Linked DNA regions of Drosophila melanogaster: region 1 is linked to region 2. A link is a contact called in public Hi-C data. All regions are on one chromosome and are shown on one strand. Each heading gives the region's core, a stretch centred on a gene start, on an enhancer-like site or on the middle of the called end of the contact. The rest is flanking DNA. Distances are from core to core; before and after follow the strand shown.

Region 1 (5,633 bases), core at 1,310-3,809, 51 kb after region 2:
GCCCTGAGACTCTCGGGAAGAAAGCCTCGTCTGGTGAAGCTGTACAGAAGTATACATGCCAACATTGCGGTACTAGAGCACTTTATGAACAACAGTTGGCACTTTGAGACGAAAAGCACGGATCGGCTGAGAGTGATGATGTCTCCGGAGGATCGGCGATTGTACAACTTCGATATGGAGACTTTGGACTGGAAAGAGTACTTCCGGAAGGCCCTCTTCGGCATGCGACTTTACCTGACCAAGGAACCTCCAACGCAGGAATCTCTTGAACAGGGTCGGCGACTCTTTTATCGGTATGTTCTTGTGGAAAGATGTTCTATATTTGCATAAAATGATCTCATATACATTATTAGATTGAAGATCCTGCACTACAGCTTTGTGACCCTACTCTGTGTCATAGCTGGCTTCTTATTGTGGACGCTTGTCAGGTTATTTATTTAATCTAATGGCCTCAATCAGAACTCGAACTATTAAAAACCTTGGGTGTTCATTGAATAGACTGTAGTTTATAGGTTTAAGCAATAAACGGACAGTTTAAATTAAACAAATAAGATCGAATTTGAATCGTCCAATCGGATTTCCATTTAACTAGCTTGTTGTAAACTTCGGCAGCATGTATTTCATATATTTATAAGATTAGGATATAAGTTTTATCGGTATGTGTAGATACTTTGGTTATCATTTAATATTTTGGAGAAAAATGAATGCCTACTAATTCTTAGTTTTTAGTTTTCGCCGATTCCCGTATGTTGAATTTGGGAACACGATCCTTTCGGGCCAGTATTTTGTTGGAGTTATCCTCGATATTGATGGCGCTGATGATCAGGTTGACCCGGCGTTCAATGACGCCAATGAAAAGCTTCACATTGTGAACTGTCAAAAAGGTTTTGGTACTGAGCACATTAAGGATAGGAGCATCGTCACAGGCCAATTGTCTAAAATTAAAATGGAATTTGGTAGACAGTCAATAGTAAGGATATATACTCGCAGATTGCACCTGAATATATCCTCGATGCCCTTGAGAAGCTGTTCTAATCTGATGCTCAGGGTTCGCTTCCTTTCTCTGGTCTCCTCCGCCAGCTGCTCGATCCGCTCCTTCTCGGCATTTAGATAGTCAAGTGCCTCGGTCTTAAGCTTCAACTCCTTCTCGGTCTGCTCCGATTTCTGGCGCTCTGTTTGGATTATTATGTACAAATTTTAGTATAAAGACTAGTCTATAGCCTAATTCAGAATCCAACAACACACCTATTTCATCTTGGAGCTCCTGAGTGGAATCGTTGAGTACTTCAACCTCGTGACTCAGTTCGTTTACATAGTTGAAAAGGGCAAAGTTCTCGTCCTCCTGACGCTTGAACTGGGCCACCAGTCGGTCCGCGTCCTCCTCGCCGTAGAGCAACTTGATCTTCTCGATGATCTCCTTGTACTCCAGAAGCTGCCTCTCGTAGGTCTCCTTCTGACTCTGCTTCTTGTCCAGCTCGCGCTGCTCCAGCTCCGGATTGAGGCGCTTTTGTCCCTTGATGTCGAAGAACTTCTGCAACTTGGCGTCGTGCTCCAGGCGGCGCTGCATCTCGCGCATCTCCTGGATGTGCATTACCTTGTCGTTCTCGTTGCGATCCTTTAGGACGGTCAGCTTGTTGCACAGCTCTTCTCTCTGGTCGAAAGCCAGTGTCGACTGGTCTATGAGATCCATGATGAACTTCTTGCCCTCGTTAAACTGGGTTACCATCGACTGCCACATGTCATTGAAGTTTGCCCTGGAGTGGAGTCGAAACGCATTAGCTCAATTCGGTATAAAAACCTAATAATATGGAGAGCACCTAGTTGACTTTTCATAAACCTAGTGTGTATTTTATAGATTGTATATATCTAGCGAGAAATGCTCACCGATCCTGCAACATGTGGTTTATGGCGTCCCTCATCTTGCTGTTTTCAGTGAGCACATCGCTGCATTTTTTGTTGACGACATCCAGGCGGTTCTCCAACTTGACCACGCTCTTCTGCACCTTGCAGATGGTGTCCTTGTAGCAGTTGTCGGGCACTTCGTTGCGCCGCAGGGCATCAATCTCCTTTTCCATTTTCCGGATGTGGCCCTCCAGTTCCCAGAGATTGGTTCGCTCATTCTGGAGCACCCTCTGCAAATCCGCCTGCTGTTCCTGCAAAGTGCCCAGGTGCTTCTCTCTCTGAAACCGATGTAAACCTTTTATATGTGGCTGACTAGTCCATTAAGTGGATATCTACATTGGTGTTCTTTCGCGCATGAGTACCACCTTCTAGAGTCTTGATCTCCTCCTTCAGCTTCTGGTGCTCCACTTGCAGTACGTTGATCATGTGATTCTGCTTCTTCAGGCGCTTGGCCTTCTCCTCGAGGAGACCCCGAAGGTCCAGCTGGAGACCCCGATGCTGGCGTTGCAGCCTCTGCAGCTCGGCAGTTGCCAACTGATCCAGCTCGCTTTGGTCAGTCATCGTTATTGGCTTTCTGAATTCGGTCTTTGCAATGGTATTGTCAAAACTGATAATGATATTAATTTGATTTCAATAGCAAACAAGCGTTGCTGGTGGCAAGTTGCTTAGTAACGGCGTGGTTTATCGAAGACTTTTACCATTTACTTAAAGTAAGAAGAACCAAATAGGTACACTGCTTGTTAAAATTCAATGTTATCTCCTTAGAAAAGTAAAAAAATAAGTGCTTGAAAATTATAACCGGTTCAATTTGGAATAAAATCTTTCAAACAGTAGAGACTCTGCTTAGCGGAGTTATCCACCGCATTCTGTCGTTGCCACATTTTGCGAAACGGTTAAAATGATTATTTATGCTTTTAAACGAAAAATGAGAAAATTTAAAGCAGTCTTCTTGTAATAATAATAAGATTGGATAAACAGACATTATTATAAATCTGACACAGAAGAGCAACGCAGCGCTCGATTTGTACTAATATTTTACCTCTAACAAGATTCGGAAAAGCATAAAAAGCACATAAATAAGAGTCACCGCCAAAGACATGCACAAATAAATATAAATGTTAAGCGATTTATTAACAGTGCACAGTGTTGCGATTTGAAACATCGACAGCTATCGATAACACTCGTTATCGTCACCACACGCTCGGCTTAAACCTGTTCTCCGCTTTTCGTTTTAATTCGAAAAAAACGTTCGAGCGTGGCGCACGTTGCGATTCCTCCGACTGGTACTTGCTCCCCTTATATTGAAACTCTGTGGAAAATCTATACTGTGCATAGGGCATAACTCTAAAATAGCTGCACGGCCCATTTCGCTGCCCTTGCTATTGATTTACCACCGCGCTGCGTTCGTTTGTGTGTGCTACTTAAAGAATTTGTGTGTTTTCCAAGTTTGGTCCGTGGACATTGCATAATTTCTGCGGCGGCCGTTAATGTTAATTCCTGCAGCCCGAGTTTCCGAGAATTACGCAGAATAAAGACCAGAGAGAAAACTATAAAATCGAAAACAGAAAAAAGTGCCGCAGCAGCGAAATGCAAAGGCGCATAATAATTAAACACACAGCGACGGAATGAAGAAAAAATAATACACAATAAGCGCAGCTTTGTTTCTAGTTAAATTGCGTTTGTGTTGTGCTTGCCGATTCCTCGGTGGTCCGTTTTTCGCTTGTTGTTCTATGTGACATAACGGAACTCTGGGCAAAAGCGAACAGGAAGCAGCGATAACCTTGCAAAAACAAAGAAAATACCAAGGAGGACAAAAAGCATGCCAAGCATATATCTGTGAAATAATATTTTCTTTTCCGAGGAAATGCTGTTTGTCGTCGGCTAACTGTTGTTTGCCTTTGAATTGCAGATCTTAATCGTAGAGCAGCACTCACACCAGCACACGCCCCCCGCAAAACAGCACACACAGCCACACTCACAAACGACGTACACTGCCAGCGCATAAACAAGTGCTGTTGTGGTTGTTGTTGCTGCTGCTGCTCGTCCGCTAAAATGCTGAACGCTGCAGCGCTGCTTTTGGCGCTGCTCTGCGCCGCGAACGCAGCCGCCGCCGCCGATTTGGCGGACAAATTGCGCGATGATTCGGAACTCTCTCAGGTGAGTCAGAAGAAGAAGAAGAAGCGAATAACGAGAACGTGGAGGATGAGGAGGTGAAAGGAGGTGGTAGAGTAAGAGCACGAAGAAAAGCAGTAGCAGCAGAAACAGTTGGTGCAAATAACCGAAACACTTGTCCGTAGTCAATTAAGCCCCCAGCACCACCCACCAAACGTCGCCCCCCCTCCCCCCGCTCACCCTTGGGTACAGTAGGGATTGCCTGCCATGAACATTAGTAATCCTTTTCTATCTTTGCAACCGATTAAATTAATGCGAAGAGTTACACTTCGAATATTTGTCAAAAGTATGTTTGTTTAGGTATCCGTACGCGCAACATGTAAAATTTGAACACATTCAGGGGCTTTTATTAGTCTAATATATCATTTCGTTGGAAAAGTATTTCTTAACTGCCTACATTTTATACAGTAATCAGTCGCATTTTTTCTGTAGCCAGGGAAACTGCCAAAATTAAAATAACTTTTGTGTGAGCAAAAAACAAACTATTTTTAGCAGACATTTATGCGTTTAAATAATTTTTTCAGCCTTTTGAATATGTTTCATATATTTCTGTGATGCCTTAATTTCTTCTCATGGTCGGATACCTTATTGCAATGATAAAATCAATTTTTTATTATGCCTGACTTGGCTTTGGCGAAGTCAATAAATTTACCTTGCCACCTAATAGTGGCAACTTATCAAAGTTCGGCTGTAATTGTGCCACCACCCACAAGACGCCGCCCCAATTCGTTGGCCTTGAAAGGAAAAGCCTTGGTGGAGTGTGCGAGGAGGCGGGGCAGATCGGGCGGGAAAAAGGAGCCTGCGCAAGAGGGACGCACCCGCATTTGGGCACAGGTAGCGTAGCCTTCGTTCCGGCAGCATCGTCCTTGACCTTTAGCCATCTCACTTGTTGTTGGACTGCGGAAAATCGATGATGCTGCCTAAAATCCCTGGCGGCAGTTCAGGTCCAGCCGACCGCTAAGCTCCACTTGGCCACATTTCGTATGCATGGCGGAGTTCGTTATGTAAAAATGAAAAGCCACATAAATTAAGCCCAGGTCTGCTGAATTGGCTCTCCCCAGCAAAAGGCAAATGGTAGAAAAAACGCCGGCCGTTGACGTCCACTGCGCATAACAGTTTTATATTTAGTTTTGCCTTTTTACACCTTCACAGGCCAACTCACATACAAAGTACATAGAAAACAAAAACACATTAATGTGTAAAAAACTCAGAAGCCAACAAAGGTGCGCGGCTGAAATAACAAGAACAACATGTGTAATGAATTCAAAGGCGGGGGTTCAGTCACCAGAAGGGGTATTAGCATTACACCAGGAGAAATATATATATATTTTTTTAATATGTTAAGGTTTATGGTAGCCCATTAAGCCACATAACTTATACTCAAAAAATAGAATTGATTTGAGTGGAAAATAGTAACATAGTTCGTCTATTGTAATTGCTTTTATCTTATATAGTAGGTGAAGTAGTAGTTGAATACGCGTTTTTAAGTAACTGACTTGAGTCCCTGCTTAATTTTCTAGTCTGCCTTAACACTGCATTTAACACCCGAAATACACGCT
Region 2 (5,688 bases), core at 2,288-4,787:
ACACAAAAACACACGAATACCTAACACAGGAGCCAATCATCTCGACGCCCGTGCACAAGGATTATTTGCCCGATGTAACGCAGCCGGAAAGCAACACCAGCGATTACGAGCAGGAGGAGGAGGAGGACGACGAACAGGCGGAGGATAATGAAAACGAATATGATGAATATCAGGATAATTTGCATAACAATGAGTGAAAAAAGGAAGCAGTCAGCCAGCCCAGTAAATGGCAAACACAGGCGCATAAAGGCGAACAGACCCTAAGAACCAACGTCCTTCCTACCTACCACCATGCACCATCAACAGCAGAGACACCACCAACACACAGGCACTTGCACTGGTACAGAGACAGGCTCACGCACACCGACACAGACGACTAGTTAAGCATTTCCGATTTCCGCTACGAGTCCTGGCTCTGTTTCGCTCTGTTGACATTTGCAATTAGCGCTAACAAATGCCAAGTGGCTGCTGCGTCTAACGGTTCTGCAAAGTAGATGCTATTAGCATACTCTATCTCTGTCCTTAACCCTATTCCTCACTCACTCCCTCTGCCTTACGCACACGCGCACGCACACAATTATCCTTTGGTTTGGCTAACACACACGCTGGCTTAGTTTGGTGACGGGTCCTGGCTCTCTCTACCATTACAACCATCTCTATCACTCTCGCTGAAATTCGCTCATCCAACTGCGGCCGTTTCTGGCTGAACTTCTGTCTCGCCCCTAGCAGGAAAACTGGCAGGCCTGGCTCAAGGACGAGCTAAATGCGCTGCAGCATCCGCGCTCAAAAAACTAATTGCCAGCGACCACCCCTCGGCGGCTGCAGCAAAGGAGTGGCCCGGCAATATCCACATCCATCTAAGCGCTTTGGTTATAATTTTAGTAACTTGTTATTGTTAAATGTAGACATCGAACCGAGCTATAGCTGCTACATCCATTGCATAAAAACATCCTATCATAAGCACTGTATAATCTGTATCTGCATCTGTGCCAAATTGCTCCAGGTTGCCTCCAGTTCGGCGTTTCCGGCCCCTCGACGTCGCAACCTTTAATTATAGTTTTACCTTACCTACTACTATATAAATTGTATCCACTACAGCTGTATCGAATACTTTAAGCAAGAAATAAAACCAGCTATTTTTACAACAACAAAAAACACTATTTAAAACGAAAATTAAAAAATAAAAACCGATAAAATGAAATGATATTTTTTTTTGGAATGGGTCTTATAAGCACGGCTTTAAAAAACATGATATCTCACAGTAATCGGTGAGTTTCACATCTTTTTGAAATCAAAGTAAGCCCAAATCAAAAGCAATGTTCCGCATGAGGCCAGATATTAAAAATTTTTACATTGAGCGTGGTGTGGCGTACACCGAAGATCGCGAGGTTGTGCGACAGCTGACGATCTCCGGGAGTAGGCGGTTTTTGAAGTACCAGCTCCTGAAGTACTTCTCGATTTTCGGAAAAGTAGAGAAACTCCATTGGAAAAAGAAAAAAAGATCGGGATCGGTTCTTTTTTATGAGGCTACCCATGCGGCAAAGGCTTTGTATTGTACTAAGCACACTATCGATGGACATGATCTTTATTTACAGGCCAGCACCTCCTGGCACCCAACGCCGGTGGAGGAATCAGGAACTCTTTCTGCCTACGATCTACCCATTACCGATGACATTTGGTGGAAAGTGCTCGATTATCTATCACTAAATGAACGTCTCAACTTTGCCGCCAGTTGTGAAAGATTCCAGGCGATCTACGAATTGGATTCGCATCGGATCAATCATGTTCTTAATATGAAGGACGTTTGCACACTGACCCACCGGGTCATTAAAAGATTGATGCTGCTATCAGGAAAACACATTCATTGTGTAACAGGTGGCCCGCTTCATCCGAATTGGCCGTATTTGACCGAGTTTGTGCAGCTGTTGGGTGTAAGCTGTCCCAATCTAACAGAGCTAAGCTTCTTCAAAATTTCTGTCAGCCTAGCCCACATGACTCACCTGTTCGATGGTGCCAATGGGTTGATTAATATTACCAACATATCCTTGAGGCGTTGTAACCTGAAAGATGCTCACATTTACTGCTTGCAGATGCTATCGAAACTAAAGAGTCTGGACATCAGAGAAAACTTTAGTATTAAAGGCGACAGTTTAAAATCTCTGCCAATTTCCTTGGAGATTTTAAATGTTTCAGGATGCGTAGATCTGTCGCCCAAGTGTCTAATCCAACTTGCGGCCCTGTCGCATCTCCGCGAACTGCGCTGCCCTGGCATTGTCAAGTTTGCGAAAGATAATGAGCTGTACGGACGGCTCGCACATTACTGCCCCATGCTCGAGGTTCTCGAGCTTACCGACTTCATGAATGTGATACAGCTGGGCGGTCTGTCTCGTCTCCACACCTTGGTTATTCACTCTTCCGCCCAGCTTGACTACCATGTGAATAACGTGCTGCTTACGTCGATCGCGGAATCGTATTCGCTGCGCCATCTAGAGATTCTGGATTCTTTTGGACCTATGTCGGATACTTCCTTCGATCTGAGTATTTTCTCCCAGCTTAAAGAACTGCGGACCCTGATATTACATAATCAGAACTTTACAACGCTACACCTAATGGGATTGCAAAAACTGTCTACCTTGGAGTTTCTGGACCTGAGTGGCTCGCCCAATCTGTCCAATGAGGTCGTTGCGAAGTTGACCAAATCGCTTAGCGGACTGCGCCGGTTGAAGGTTGATTTCTGTCCTCTTATCACACGACAATTAACCAAGATCCTAGAAGGGAATCCTAAGCTTCAAGTAGACTTTTAGGTTCAGCTGCGGCTCAACAACAATGTTTTTATATCTATCCTGCTTTCTTTGTAAAATGTAAATTTGTATTGGCCTAACTTTATATTGGACCCGTTGAGCTTATGTAATAAAGTGCTCCGGTCATGTTTTTGACAGAATACAAAGCAAAAACAACGCTTTTCTTTTTCTTAAATTTTTAGTGTCAATAAGCATATACAACAATAATGAATTACTCTTTTAAAAGCTTAAGGTGCTTGACATATTTATGAACCGTGTCCTTAACATAAGGTTTCAAGGCGATGCAGGTTGGGATATTTTCGGGCTGTTCGATCCACAACTTGTGTTTAATCTCGTTCTCCTTTAACTTTTCACTGAGCTTGACCAGAGCACTCTCATCTTTGGCCTGAAAAAGTGTAATACTTTAATTCCATCTCTTTGATTGAAAATACACAAATATTAAGATTTTGAAAAGAAAGTAAAGTGTTGTAGAAGTCCTATGATATACATTATTTAAAATATAAACCCATTTCATTACCTCCAGCACCACTTTGTGCATATTATCCAGATCGTTCAAGTAGGCCACAGTGTCGGCGTCCTCGGAATTCAAGTGAATGACGGCGGCTGTGGCATGGCAACTCTGAGCGATCACCGCCCCCAAGGGCCAACTAAGGGCGGAACGCAAGTCGCTGCGAACTACAATATACTGTACAATATTACTCATGTTCTGTGAAATATATGAATTCCGAAATGTGTTTACTTTTTTTGAGTTAGGGATGTGATAAAAATGTAAAAATATCAATACATCGATATTTTTCTACAAATATTTTTATGGGTACGTATCTTACCAATGTATATCAACACTCAAATATTTAGATATTTTAATGCTCACGCTAAAAATAGATATAACCTTGACAAAATGCCGTAAATATATAAGCAACTGGTCGAGTAATTTGAATAGTAGCTTGGAAAATGGTCATCAGTGTGAACACCCCTTACGTAAAATGTAAAAATACGAGTACATTCGCAGCTTCTGCACCAGGTGGCGCCACTTCCGCGCGCGAAACCAAAACAGTTAAAACTGACATAGATGTATAATGTATAAAACACGGCCTTTTGTTTATTATGGGATACTGGTTTATTTTCCGGGAGCTACCGTGCTTTAAAATATACTACGAATAAATATAAAAGGAAATTAATGCATAGTAAATGGCACTTCAACCAGATTTTTCCAAGACTATGATTTTTTGAGGTTATTGTTAGGTAATGCTTCCTTAAAAGCATTCCACTACGCAATGACCTATTTCCACAACTAATTTACTCATTTTGGCATACGGTGTTATCGGTAGAGTATTAAAGTATCTCTCCATGGCGCTGTTCAGCTAAAAGCACTAATCCATAATTTTCATAAATTGTCTGGCATACATACGTTGATTGTATCGCACCTGATGCGAATGTATGGTATGTGTAAGTATGTTGAGCTTCGAGGCGAATTTACACACCCGCCACACCCACTAAAAAAAAGATATTTGAAGTCGAAAATGTTTTGTATAGATACTTTGATTTTATTATTGTAATTTCTTGGAACACTTTACATTTACATTTAAATTTATACGCCATAGATGCGAGACGATAAACGACGACTACACACACATAACAATTTGACAGTTTAATTGATTTAATTTACGCACCACATTGATACGGATCTGTGGGAGATCCTACCTCGTAATTGATATCATCGCTAGATATAGTCGTAGTTCGTAAAGGTACACTTTTGCATATATGTGTTTGTGTAGAGATACTACAGCTTGCACATTACTCGAAGCCTTGGTATATAAAATATAAATAGTTTGCAGACAGATTACGCTACTAAATTAGAACATTGAATTGGGCAAAATTTGAGATTCTTGGAGAGAAAACAACACTCAACTAACAACGACGGATCATCAAGTCGGGAGGGTTGAGATCTGCCTCCCCTGTCGACAATAGATATATAATATTAATTTTAATAATAATTTCACTTGTTGCATTTGTTCAGTATGTCCAGTATCGGAGCTGTTCTTATTTGGCTGGGTCTTAGAAACTGGTCTTTCCAAAAATGTAGTTGCCAGGCGCATTCACATCCTCGGCGGCGAAGTACTCCTTCCACAAGGCGGCGAACTGCTCCCGGGTGACCTCGCTCTGCCCCTGAGACATCTTCGCAAAGGCTTCCTCACACTCGGTCTTCTCCAGGCCATAGCTGGAGCAGACCAGCGTGAATTCGGTCACATCGATGCCTCCATCGTGCGAGGCATCCTCCAGGTCGAACATGAAGTTCATGTAGGCATTCTGCCAGTCCATCACGCTGCTGGGATCCTTGGCATAGGCGTCCCACATGTTGCACCACTCGTCCACGCTGACCTGGAAGAGCCATAATGGGATGAAGCGTCGAGATTGAGGATTAGGCAGTGCTCCCCGGACCCCCAGATTTATGCATGCATCCCTCCCCGTGCTGAAAAGACCATTAGTGGGTATCGCCTCGGGCGGAGATTCCCCATAAAACACGTTATGGTTGCTCTGGGGGCGTAATTTATGCCATCTAGTGATGCGATATTAACATTTTCTGCCTGCCAATACCGAACGAGCCAGGCAATTACCGCAACATCGCCTTGACCAACTTGGCTGACCACCTTCCACGGCGTTGTCCAAAGCCGAACCGAAACCGAAAGCAGTAAGGGTACCAGTTCCCATTCCATTAATTGTGGCCAGCCGTTACGTTTTGGCATGTTTTAATACGGCCATAAATAAACGCGAGGGTTGTGTCTGACCAAGTCCACTTGTTATGCCAATTGGCACTTCACCCCCTACAGAAATGAACTCTAAACAGCAATTCGAACAGACTGCATATTTCAATGTTTATGGCCGCCGA

Evidence for each region. A called contact is a pair of places that touch in the nucleus more often than the background predicts.
Region 1: a Hi-C map of the Kc167 cell line shows a contact between it and region 2, with 2.2 times the contacts expected there. The contact joins the promoter of Ccdc114 here to the promoter of CG14903 in region 2. A contact is called at or near these places in 63 of 107 Hi-C or Micro-C datasets (the Clone 8 cell line, the D17-c3 cell line, the Kc167 cell line and 21 more) and 4 of 6 datasets of contacts at active chromatin or transcription factors (the Kc167 cell line and the S2 cell line).

Annotation. Positions count from the first base shown.
Region 1 is chr3R:16,622,158-16,627,790 of dm6, forward strand. Ccdc114 (Coiled-coil domain containing protein 114) reads right to left here and starts at 2,560. Exons shown (of 5, transcript NM_142312.2): 1 at 2,239-2,560; 2 at 1,885-2,180; 3 at 1,246-1,754; 4 at 998-1,172; 5 at 578-935. The coding sequence starts at 2,463. The coding sequence ends at 719. Fas1 (Fasciclin 1) reads left to right here and starts at 3,081. Exons shown (of 14, transcript NM_001275716.1): 1 at 3,081-3,185; 2 at 3,812-4,059. The coding sequence starts at 3,955. CG14893 reads left to right here. Exons shown (of 5, transcript NM_142311.4): 4 at 1-293; 5 at 354-545. The coding sequence ends at 441.
Region 2 is chr3R:16,570,215-16,575,902 of dm6, forward strand. It overlaps CG14903, which reads right to left and starts at 3,538. Exons shown (of 2, transcript NM_142304.2): 1 at 3,319-3,538; 2 at 2,965-3,186. The coding sequence starts at 3,504. The coding sequence ends at 3,013. It overlaps CG14891, which reads left to right and starts at 1,301. Exons shown (of 1, transcript NM_142303.4): 1 at 1,301-2,944. The coding sequence starts at 1,317. The coding sequence ends at 2,804. It overlaps Scp2 (Sarcoplasmic calcium-binding protein 2), which reads right to left. Exons shown (of 5, transcript NM_079657.4): 5 at 4,329-5,180. The coding sequence ends at 4,857. CG42342 reads left to right here. Exons shown (of 17, transcript NM_001275712.1): 17 at 30-1,149. The coding sequence ends at 197.